3 separate regions of the Cricetulus griseus genome follow, and all the other regions are linked to region 1. Evidence: chromatin contacts called from public Hi-C data. All regions are on one chromosome and are shown on one strand. Each heading gives the region's core, a stretch centred on a gene start, on an enhancer-like site or on the middle of the called end of the contact. The rest is flanking DNA. Distances are from core to core; before and after follow the strand shown. Region 1 holds the start of Id2 (DNA-binding protein inhibitor ID-2). Region 2 has its middle 92 kb from the start of Id2. Region 3 has its middle 110 kb from the start of Id2.

Region 1 (3,282 bases), core at 621-3,120:
TCATGCGTTGTTGCTAGCTGCCAGTGTGTGGAGCGAAGCTGCACAGCGCTTGCTCGTTATCATCCAGCCCAGGGCCTTTCTGTGGGATAATGAGGCTGGCACGGGCGCTAACATACGGTGTCCTTGGAAAAAGCTAAGAATGCGTCAGTACCGCAGAGATGCAATGTCCAAGAATCATAAGTAATAATTTGAGAATCCCAGAGATGTTTGTTTACATTGGCTATTATTGTAAAATACTCAAGAGTATAACATCATGAACCAAAAGTGTCAAAACAAAATCTGTTCCGCTGTGGCACGTATGTGACAGAAACACATGCACACACAGTACATCAAGAGGCTCGAACTGTGGGGGGACTCAGATAGTAAATCACTTCCAGGCTTAATAACGGAGGCGAGTTGTCAACCGAACTCTGTCACTGACTTGCAGGCGGCACTGCGGGGCTCACGCAGATTTCCCTGCAGGGCAGCGTCCCTCTGCAGCCTCCACACTGAGTTAGCTGGATTTTACCACCTCTTCGCCACCGGACTCTGCCTCCCTAGAGAGAAGCCCTGGGGCACATGGCTGTCACGTGGAGGTCAGAGATTGCCTGGCCCACCAGCTGAGGAATTAATCATTAATTGAAGGGAAAATACTGTTCCCCCCACTGCATCGCTTTGCCCGGATTCTGCCTTCTTCCTCTTTCTTACATTCTTACATGTGGTGGATGAAGAAAAAGAAAAAAAAGTTAACATGATACTACCAGTTTACCCTTTCTGTTTTTACTTTTATTTTTTAGAGAAATATTTTCGCTCTAATATACGGTAGTCTTTTGCAAAGCAATAATTCACTGTGAATTAAAGTACTGGAGTCGAGAGCTCCAAACTTTCTAAAATGTTGCTGCCTCTGAAAAGGGTGCCAAAGATTCCTAACCTCATACGCAACAGCATTTTCTTTAATAACAGCGATAAGCTGTCAGTCAATAGCTAGGACCACCTACCTGACAAAGAGCTTCCCAAGAGCGGAGAGTGCTGGAATGTGACACCAGAAATCACGATTTGTGCATAATTAATCGCGTCACTCCTACACTGAAGGGCACAGACCAAGGGCAGTGGCGGTATATGTAAAGGTAGTTCTGTGAGAAAACCCTACCAATGGCCTCCGATTAATGGAGTCACTATACCAACCCTGCCTCATTCTTGGGGGGTGGGGGGATCCTGAACCTGCCGGGTCCCTCGGGGCTCCTCTGCGGTCTGAGGGAGACCGCACAGTGTTCGCTGCAACACTCCTGTCACCGAGTTTCCCAGAAGGCCTCCCGCGTTGCTCCAAGTTGCAAAGCCCCACGCTAAAGTTGTCCTGAATGTGTACCTGGGTAGTTTTTTCTCCCCCTCTCAAACATAGCTTTTCTTGACCTTAAAAGAAGGAACTCGCTCTGCAAACGTGACTTCCTAACGGCTCGCTTCTTTTCCCTTCAGCAAAGGTCGCTGTCTTCTCTGACGCTAGCGACCTATGACTTCCCCTCTGCTGAGCGGAGACCTTGGGGCAGCAGGCAGCCCCCGGGCAGGGATGGCTTGCTCCGGGCACACCCTCAGGGCGGGGTGGGGGGGGGGTCCTACGGCTCTGGGGATTGGAATCAGGCGTGCACATTTGCACACCCGGGCCCCCCGGTCTACCAGCGCACACTGTACTCAATTTACCACCCCAGCTGGGCTCGCGCGCGCTCCTCCCACCCCACGGGCATTGGCTGCAAACGCGGAAGGACCGAGCGCTCTCACTCGCCAATGGGATAGCTCGCTCGGCATGATGGACGGAACGCCTTCCACCAATGGCGGCTGAGGGATGCCCGATCCAGCGGCCCGGGCGAGTGCGCATAAAAGCCGCCCCGCCCGGCTCGCGCTTCATTCTGAGCCGAGCCAGGTGCCGCGCAGCCTGCTCAGCCCCCTGCGGCGGCTCCCTCCTAAGAGCAGCATGAAAGCCTTCAGTCCGGTGAGGTCCGTTAGGAAAAACAGCCTGTCGGACCACGGCTTGGGCATCTCCCGGAGCAAAACCCCGGTGGACGACCCGATGAGCCTGCTCTACAACATGAACGACTGCTACTCCAAGCTCAAGGAACTGGTGCCCAGCATCCCGCAGAACAAGAAGGTGACCAAGATGGAAATCCTGCAGCACGTCATCGATTACATCTTGGACCTGCAGATCGCCCTGGACTCGCACCCCACCATCGTCAGCCTGCACCACCAGAGACCTGGACAGAACCAGGTGTCCAGGACGCCGTTGACCACCCTGAACACGGACATCAGCATTCTGTCCTTGCAGGTGAGACTCGCTCGCCAGTACCCTGCTGCCTGTGAGTTCCGGGTCGCCCGACCTGTCACTCTTAAAGCCCGGGCTCATTAACTTTATTTTTAAGGAAACTGTGCACTGTGAATCGAGCCTCACGTGAGATCGCTACTTAAGTTCTTCTGTGGGCTGCGTCTGGATCTGCCTTGTAGCGTGAACCTGTTAAATGGGACTTGGCACTTTCGTAAAAGGAAGAGGGAGGCTGTCTTTTAAGATTGTCTAATATCCTGCCTTTTATCCTCTCTCTCTCTCTCTCCAGGCATCTGAATTCCCTTCTGAGCTTATGTCGAACGATAGCAAAGTACTCTGTGGCTGAATAAATGGTGAGTGTTTGCGGGTGTCTCCTCCTGTGTGCGCGTTTTAGTAATGTGCTTGTGTGCGTCTGTAAAATGTTTGATTTGGTAAATGCATGCTTACTTCGCTGTGTTACGGGGTGCCTCTTGTCTTACCAGATAGACATGAAGGGGCTTGTAGCTGTGGTTGCTCGGGATTACAGAACATTTGCCTTGAAAGAAAGAAAGAAAGAAAGAAAGAAAGAAAGAAAGAAAGAAAGAAAGAAAGAAAGAAAGAAAGAAAAGAAAAGAAATGCCAGTAACTTATGGCAGGACAAAATGTTATTATTGGCTTTTGTGAGCCCAGCGGTGGTACTATGAGGTACGAACCTCGGCTCTAATTAATCTTATCGCTACAAATTCCATAGTGATTCTCCTTCCCCAAAACTGCTGAGGTTTCTCTAGCCAGCTGAAGATTGCTACCCTGAGCCTTGCCCCCTATGCTCTGGGATCCAGATTTCCCTATCTGTTGACTAAAGGGCTGTTTTCAATCAAATAATTGTTACAAGAAGCATACTGGCGCCTGTGAGCGGGCTGTTAGAGATCCAAATAGGAGACTGGGTTTGGGAAGTTTCCCCCTCGAGTCTCTGCTATTTTCATGTTTAATTTGTGCTGTTGAGGCTGGGTATGTGT
Region 2 (3,606 bases), core at 1,084-3,583, 91 kb before region 1:
GAACCATGCTATGTAGCTCTGGGACTTAGGACGACCCCGTCTGACTCCAAATAACAAAGATCTCAGAAAGCAGATTCCAGCCCGCAATCCACTCTACATGATTTCTCATTAAAGACTGACCCCCTTACCCAATTCTAGGCTGTGTCAAATCGACAGTCAATACTAACCTGCCAATACACCCTCCATGCTAGACTATCCCCCTCTTCTAATTCCCACCCATCATCTCACCACGCTGACGAGCCCCTCATGGCTACCTTCCTCCATCAGACCCCACCAGGGCAGACAGGCATGGCTGATTGGGGCACTTCTATTAGGAAACCTCCTTTTTACTTGATCTGCCTGCTGTAGGCTAAGAGACCAGGATACAAAGGACTTGGACACCAGGTGTCAGGAAAGCCTTTGCTAGGTCTTGCCCAGAACTTGGTATCCAAGAAGAGGCAGGAAATATGTAGACTCCACTGTGTAATTCATTTTCATTCTTCACAATTCTCATCTACTAACAGATTAATAAAATCTACTAATGATGTAATAGGAAGGGCCAGCTGAGAGGTAGGTAGAAGCCAGATGGCTGGTCCAATCCCCTAGGCCCTGGATCTGAGGCTGGGAGCCAGGCCTGGCGCCCCCACCTCCCACACCCCACCATTTACACACAAGTTCTCCCTCTAGTCCCACCCTCTGGGGACTCTGCTGTCCATACAGGGTTCCACCCCTGCAGAGAAGTCTCTGGATAGACACCCTTGAGTAGTGATTGCCAGCATTTGAGCAACTCCAAAACACTGTTTCAAAGCATAAAACGAGAATAATGAGTAGACACATTCAAAGTGTTCAGTCTGGAGGAGTAATCTGCTCCAGTGAGGGAATTTCCTTCTCTTCATTTTTGGAAATGCCAAGGACAAAAATTTAAGTATGATCAGATAGCCTAATCAGAGTGTGCCACATTCACCCATTAATACCTCAGGGAGAAGGCTAGGGTTCCCCTTGAAAGGAGCCATGTTCAGACTTCTCAAAACATGAAACCATTTACTTTGGCTCCAGTTTTTAAAAAAAATTCCCTTGTGCCTCACATGTACACACAAATGCATACACCAGCTTTTTGTTCACAATGTGTGTGTGTCCCATGGTCTTTTCTGTGTTACTGACAGAGTCCAGGGGACAGACCCAGGCTGGGTGGAGGTGCCCCTCTCTACACAGGGTATGCCCCTGTCTCCACGTCCCGACTGCCACAGCTGATGAATCACTCGGACAGCAGTCTGTGCCCTTTCCCAATTACCATAGTTGTAGAAGCTGACTGAAAAACCAGTAGCAGCTGGCAGGAAATGGGTGAGAAAGTTGACCACAGATAAACTGCAAGGCTCTACAGGGGCAGCAGAGAGACTCCAGAGCAGGAAGTTGTGCTAGCAGGACTCCAGGCCAAAAGGGTTCAGGCCCCAACAGGACTCCAGGACCCATTGTGGGGACTGCCACCGTGACTTCACAATGAGGCTGGGCTCCACCCAACACAAGCACATCCAAGCACACCATATCCACTGAAGGAGAAGGGGACTTCAGAAAAGATAAACACCAAGCCATGTCCTGGCCTCTGGGATTCCCAGGTTCCCACAGTCATGGACAAAGGCAAAAGCTACAATAATTTTGATGTGGTGTGACAGCCAGGCTGGAGCAAACACTCATGGAATCAAAGTAACTATAACCCATGAACTCTCCAGTGAAAAGGCCTGTTCTATGGCAAGGAAAGGCCAAGGGTCAACAAGTACATAAAGACGGTGACAAGTCCAGAGGCTGTGACCCCTCAGCTCCCTCCAGCTTCTCAGTAGACTCAGAGGGTACCATCACAGCTCACAATTCTACAAAACATGACCAGTGGGCAGCAGAACAGACCCTTCCCATATGTGATCCTCTATAACACTCATGTGCATCATAGGAGATAGGTCACATTACCCTGTATTTACAGAAAAGCTAATATGGGCCAAGATCGGGTAATGTAGCTCTGTACAGCATGGCCTGTAAGCCAGAAGTGTGAGCAGTATCCTCCCTGTGCACTGGATGCCAGTGGCCTCTCTCCACAATGAGCCATTAGTTGCTAAGGAAGAGCAGCCAGCTGGAGAGATGCAGCTATGCCTGAATCTGTAGCTGAAGAGCACACTGAGGCACAGGTGTTTAAAGTCACCTTCTCGGTGGCCCAGGTAGAGGGCTGCCCAGGACACTACCTTTGCTGGGCAGCCCCTTCCCTAAAGGCACCCGCCTTTTTTACACCCAAAGTAGATCCACGAGTTCTTCTGAGAGCCTCCGCGGCAGGAAGTGACCAAGCTATGAGCCACCAGTTTCACTCTGTGACAAGCTGCTATGGCAAGGAGCTGCAGCAGCTGCTCTTGAACTTGTGACTGACTGCAGTCCCCTGAAAAGGGAAGGGGCACATCTGGAAGGGTGGGTCTGAATGCCCGTCTGAGGCTTAGGGTGAGATTCCCTTCCTGTGCAGAGAGGTTGCAGAGAACACCTGCCCCGTAAGCAGGTGGTCCCCTGTGCTGGGCCCCTGGGCTATGGCTTGGGTTAACAAGGCAGGCTTCAGCTGGGTCTGACTCACTCTCGTTCCTGGAACCATCTGAAGGCGGGAGAGGATGCTGTGGGTAGGGCTCCAACTGTATCATCTGGGCTGGGGCCAGTAGCAGATGGTCCTAAAAAAAAAAAAAAAAAATACTTCCATGTGGGCTTAAAATAGCACAGTATTCACCATCAGCTGAATGGGGAAATATATGAGCCCATTAGCATGGTAGCATGGAAGTGGACATTGTGGGCTTATATGAAGGAATAGGGGATCTGGGCATCATCTGTAGCCAAGAGAAACCCACCCATGCTCGGCCTCACTTTGTTGGGTGACTTACAAACACCATGATTCCAAGGCCTCGGGACCCTCCCAGCTGCCTCAGTGAGCCTCGGAGAACTCAGGGGCCCGATATACAACTGGGAGTCTAGACGTAGGACAGCAGTACTTCCTGCTGCCCTCTCACAGCAACTGGAGAAACCCCTTCTTCATCCAGAGAGTCAGGGAGATGTAGATGCCCACAAGGGGTCCAAATGTCATGTTGGTCCAGAGTCCATATCTGCACTTGAGTCTGGAGGAATGTGGAAGCCAGGCCCAGGTGCTGCCCCTTGAGGAGCTCTCGCATCCGCCCCTCACAGTGTTTGTCTGTGATAGGCTACTTCCTCTTTGCACCTCAGTTTCCTTATCTGTCAAATGGAGCAAGCATGGGGACCTGCCTTGGGAGAGCCCCAGCACATGCAGGTGCTCTACAGATGAAGCATAGCATGGCCCGTCTGTCTTTCAGGGAGGAGAGAGTCCTCTGCCTCCCCTGTCACTTTACATGATGCTTATGTCCGTCATTAATTCTCACTATGTGTTGGCAAGTAGAAATGTCAGCTCTGAGAGGCTGGGGCTCACCCCACCCTCCCTGGGCTTCCTGGAAATGGAGGGAAAGAACCAGAAGTTGCTACAGTTTACACTAAGAAGGGCCATGGTAGGCAGCCCTGATTCCCTCCTGCTGTCCAGACCTCCAGAGCCCAGGAAATAGGAGCCCGGGCCACCATGGTCTTTGAAAGACAGAAGACTTC
Region 3 (3,469 bases), core at 442-2,941, 110 kb before region 1:
GGTACCCGTACCTGGGCCTGCATGGGACATCAGAAAAGAGGGAGACTTCAAAGCCCATCTGGTCCAATCTGGGTCACTAAAGGTCAAGAAATTACCCAGATCACTTAATCTCAGGACCAGAGACAGGTGAATCTTTAGGCTAGACAGCCAGCCTAGCCCACTGGATGAGTTCCAGACTATGTTGAGCAAACCTGTTTTTTTTTTTAAAAAAAAAAAAAAAACAAGGCAGATGCCTCCTGAGAAACAACACTGAAGACTGAAGACTGACCTCTGACCTCCACTCATGCACAGCAGAGTCTAAGGAACCTGTTCCCAAATGTGCAGCTGGCGAGGGACAGAAGTGGAGTGCAAACTTGCCTCCCCACCTCAAGTCTCCCATGACACACACTACTGTGAAGACCAGAGTGAAGACTGCAGGTCTGAGAGGAAGAGAGTGTTTGGGGAAGGGATGGGTAAAACTGAAAATGCAAATGAAAGGCCCAAGCAGGTGTTCAGCAAAAGTGCCTTTCCCTTGAGTGAGGAAGTGCTCAGAAAGAGAAAGGACTGAGTCACCAGCAGGACCCCGAACTGGGACAATTATAGCCATGGAGTGACAGGGTAAGGATGGGATGCTAGCCCTGATATAAAATAACAACCTACGAATCCATCCATGCCCACAGGTATAAACTAGTGAGTACATACATGGGGGGGGGGGCAGAGACCATCTGAGTATCCAGAAGAGACAGCCTTCCCCCCCCCCAGGGGTAGAGACTGGCCACCCCCTCCCCAGGTCAGGCATTATCTGACCTCTGAAGAACAGGGGGAAGGAGAATAGTGCTGCAAGGGAGCTCTTGGCAGTGAAGGGACCTGACGAACACCGCCCTCAGCAAGCATACGGAGGGCAGCACCAACAGAGATAGGTCACACTCATACTCAGACTGTAAGAAAAATGCTGCCTCAAACTGGTGCGGCCATGCCAGACAGGGAGAGTCTGAGAAACTGTCACAGGCCAGAGGACAGGTGATGATCCAGGCCTCAAAGAGGATCCTGGGACAGAAGAAACACTTAGGGGGGAATTAGAGATGTTGAAATCAACTGTCAAATGTAGTTGTGGGTTCCCCGGTGCCAAACCCTCCTCAGTAACGGCGCTGCTGGAGCGGCACAGGGCTCTTGCCACACTGTCTGCACACTCATTCTATAGCTATGTAGCTATTTTGAGAAAGGTTTTGTAGTAAATAAACATTCAGGATAACAATGTCTCACTCTCATCAGGAGAGTGGCACTGGAGGCCCCAGGCTATGACATATCCTAGGCCTGGGCCTGAATACAGGATGCTGCAAGGATTCTGAATGAGTCTGTGTGCACCTGGACTTGAGGCCAGGAGCCTGAGTAAGGACATCTGTGGAGTCAAAGGGAATCCAGGAGAACTCTAGAAGTCTCTGTAGGAAGCCAGAGAGCAGACCTGAAACCACTGACTCCCTGGTCACTATCCTCCCAGGAAGACTTCATTGTTAGGTCCTGGCATCTCCATCTAGCCACTGGTGTAATCAGGTGGGCCAGGGGTTCAAATTTCCACTGGGTGTGAAAATGCAAAATGGTCTGGGCTAGCAGGTGTCCTCTTTCATCCAGCTGGGGTCACTGTCCCCTAAGAGGCCCTGGGCAGGCCCTTCTGGTCACATGAAGCCTGCAAACCTCAAGCTCCTAAGGACCTGAATGCATTCCAAGAGGCTGACCTAGCAGCCCCAGAGCTCCAGCTGAAGGCCTGGCAGTCCCGGAGGTACTACATTGCTGGGCAGAGGACACAAGGCATTTCCAAGGCAGCTTGGCCTCCTGCCAGTGGGTCCCCAGATGCCATGCAAGACACACCTGAACGAGGTAAGAGAATAGGTGTGTGTAAACAGTGTTTGAAAAAGAAAATAGCTGTACAAATACAGCGCTTGTTAACACAGGTGTTTACAGGCGGAATTATTTTTCCTGGGCTGCTATCTCCCAAGCTGCTTTGTGTGGCTCGGCACACCTGCAGCGACTTTCCCATATGGGGAAGGAACAAGGGGGATGTGGCTGATCCAGATCGATTGTACCACACAGGAGGTCAGTGATCAGCCTTGGGCCGAGCTTCTCTGGCAGAAATTTCTTCCCCCCATCCCCACACCCCCGACGTGCTGGAACAGGATCCAGTCTGTTCACCACTTCCTGCTCAGCCAACGCAGCTGTTCTGCCAGCCCCGGGGCAGTGGCAGTAAGAGGCCCATTTCCGGGGGTAAGAGCCAGCCACTCTCTGGGCACAACAGTCTGAGAGGGGAGAGGAGTGATTTGCATTTTATAGACAGAAACTGAAGACACTCATCCCAAATCGCAGAAACGTGAGTAAGTGAAGAACTCTGGAAGCGAAACGCAACCCCGAGCTGTAGTTGGAGAGTTCTGAAGTGGCCCCGAGGGGACGCTCAGGAGCAGTGGTGTTCTCTGTGGGGCACCCAAAAGTATAGAGACATTGGATGCGAAACAGGGAGAAGGAAGCACCCTGGGGGGCAGGAGGGGGGAACAAAACATAAAAAACTATGGAAAAGAAGCATAAAGGCCCAGATGAAGCACTTACAAAGGGTTACAATGGTAAACTTGGTTATAAGTATTTTATCACTATTTTAATTCTTCTAATTAAAAAAAAAAATGTGCCAGGAGGTGGTAGTACACGCCTTTAATCACAGCACTCGGGAGGCAGAGGCAGGTGGAAATCTGTGAGTTCCAGGACAGGTTCCAAAGCTACACAGAGAAACCCGGTCTTAATAACAACAACAACAACAAAAATAATTAATTGATTTTACAAATATAAATAACATATAAAAAGTTAAGAAATGCACAGAAGGCAGGCTAGTTGTAAGCAGAAGCCAGATAGGTCTACATAGCCAGGTCTAGGACAAGCCAGGCTACATGGTGAGATCCTGGAGAGAGCGAAACAGAAACACCAAACTGAGAGCATTCTATGCTATATCTGGACCCAACATAAAGCTGGTTGTTTCTTCCATAATTAGATGGCTGTGGTCAACACCCCAGTTGTTGCATTCTGAAGCAGTGAGTCCTCAGGGACGCCTGTGGGGCAGTGTGAGGGTTTCCCCCGTTGCATGGGGCAGCTTGAAAGGTGAACTGCCCCACATGCAGATTGTGTGTTGAGTCTCTAAAGAGTCCATAGGCCAAAAAAAAAAAAAAAAGAAAGAAAGAAAGAAAGGGAGGGAGGTGGGCGGGGGAGAAACTGCAGCAAGAGATACAGCCACCCTCCCAACCCCAACCCAACCCTCCCCCATGTCTCTACAGGGAGCATCAGAGGATCCAAAGCATCTAGAAGATGCAGGCTAGCTTCCCCTCATGCCTCAATAAAGCCATGAAACACAGCAACTTGAGATGCAAGGGGCGATTCTGTCCCACTTGGAGAAAGCTAGTCAGTAAGAACAAAGAGAACACAGGCCCAGACTGGGAGTCCTCAGAGAAGGCAAGAG

The links. Hi-C and Micro-C count contacts between places; a contact is called where the count stands out from the background.
Region 2: a Hi-C map of the CHO-K1 cell line shows a contact between it and region 1, with 3 times the contacts expected there. The contact joins the enhancer-like site here to the promoter of Id2 in region 1. A contact is called at or near these places in 3 of 8 Hi-C or Micro-C datasets (the CHK-Q cell line, the CHO-K1 cell line and fibroblasts).
Region 3: a contact with region 1 is called in a Hi-C map of the CHL-YN cell line, with 6 times the contacts expected there. The contact joins the enhancer-like site here to the promoter of Id2 in region 1. A contact is called at or near these places in 2 of 8 Hi-C or Micro-C datasets (the CHK-Q cell line and the CHL-YN cell line).

The regions. Positions count from the first base shown.
Region 1 is chr7:27,971,590-27,974,871 of CriGri-PICRH-1.0, reverse strand. It overlaps Id2 (DNA-binding protein inhibitor ID-2), which reads left to right and starts at 1,870. Exons shown (of 2, transcript XM_027424708.2): 1 at 1,870-2,293. The coding sequence starts at 1,946.
Region 2 is chr7:28,063,193-28,066,798 of CriGri-PICRH-1.0, reverse strand. No RefSeq gene overlaps it. Among named protein-coding and RNA genes, the nearest start is that of Id2, 92 kb to the right of the region's middle. Within about 2 kb of position 2,333, at least 4 of the 6 cell types and tissues checked have open chromatin away from gene starts, as enhancers often do. A contact at or near this core is called in the CHO-K1 cell line and fibroblasts, where this site is marked.
Region 3 is chr7:28,082,878-28,086,346 of CriGri-PICRH-1.0, reverse strand. No RefSeq gene overlaps it. Among named protein-coding and RNA genes, the nearest start is that of Id2, 110 kb to the right of the region's middle. Within about 2 kb of position 1,691, at least 5 of the 6 cell types and tissues checked have open chromatin away from gene starts, as enhancers often do.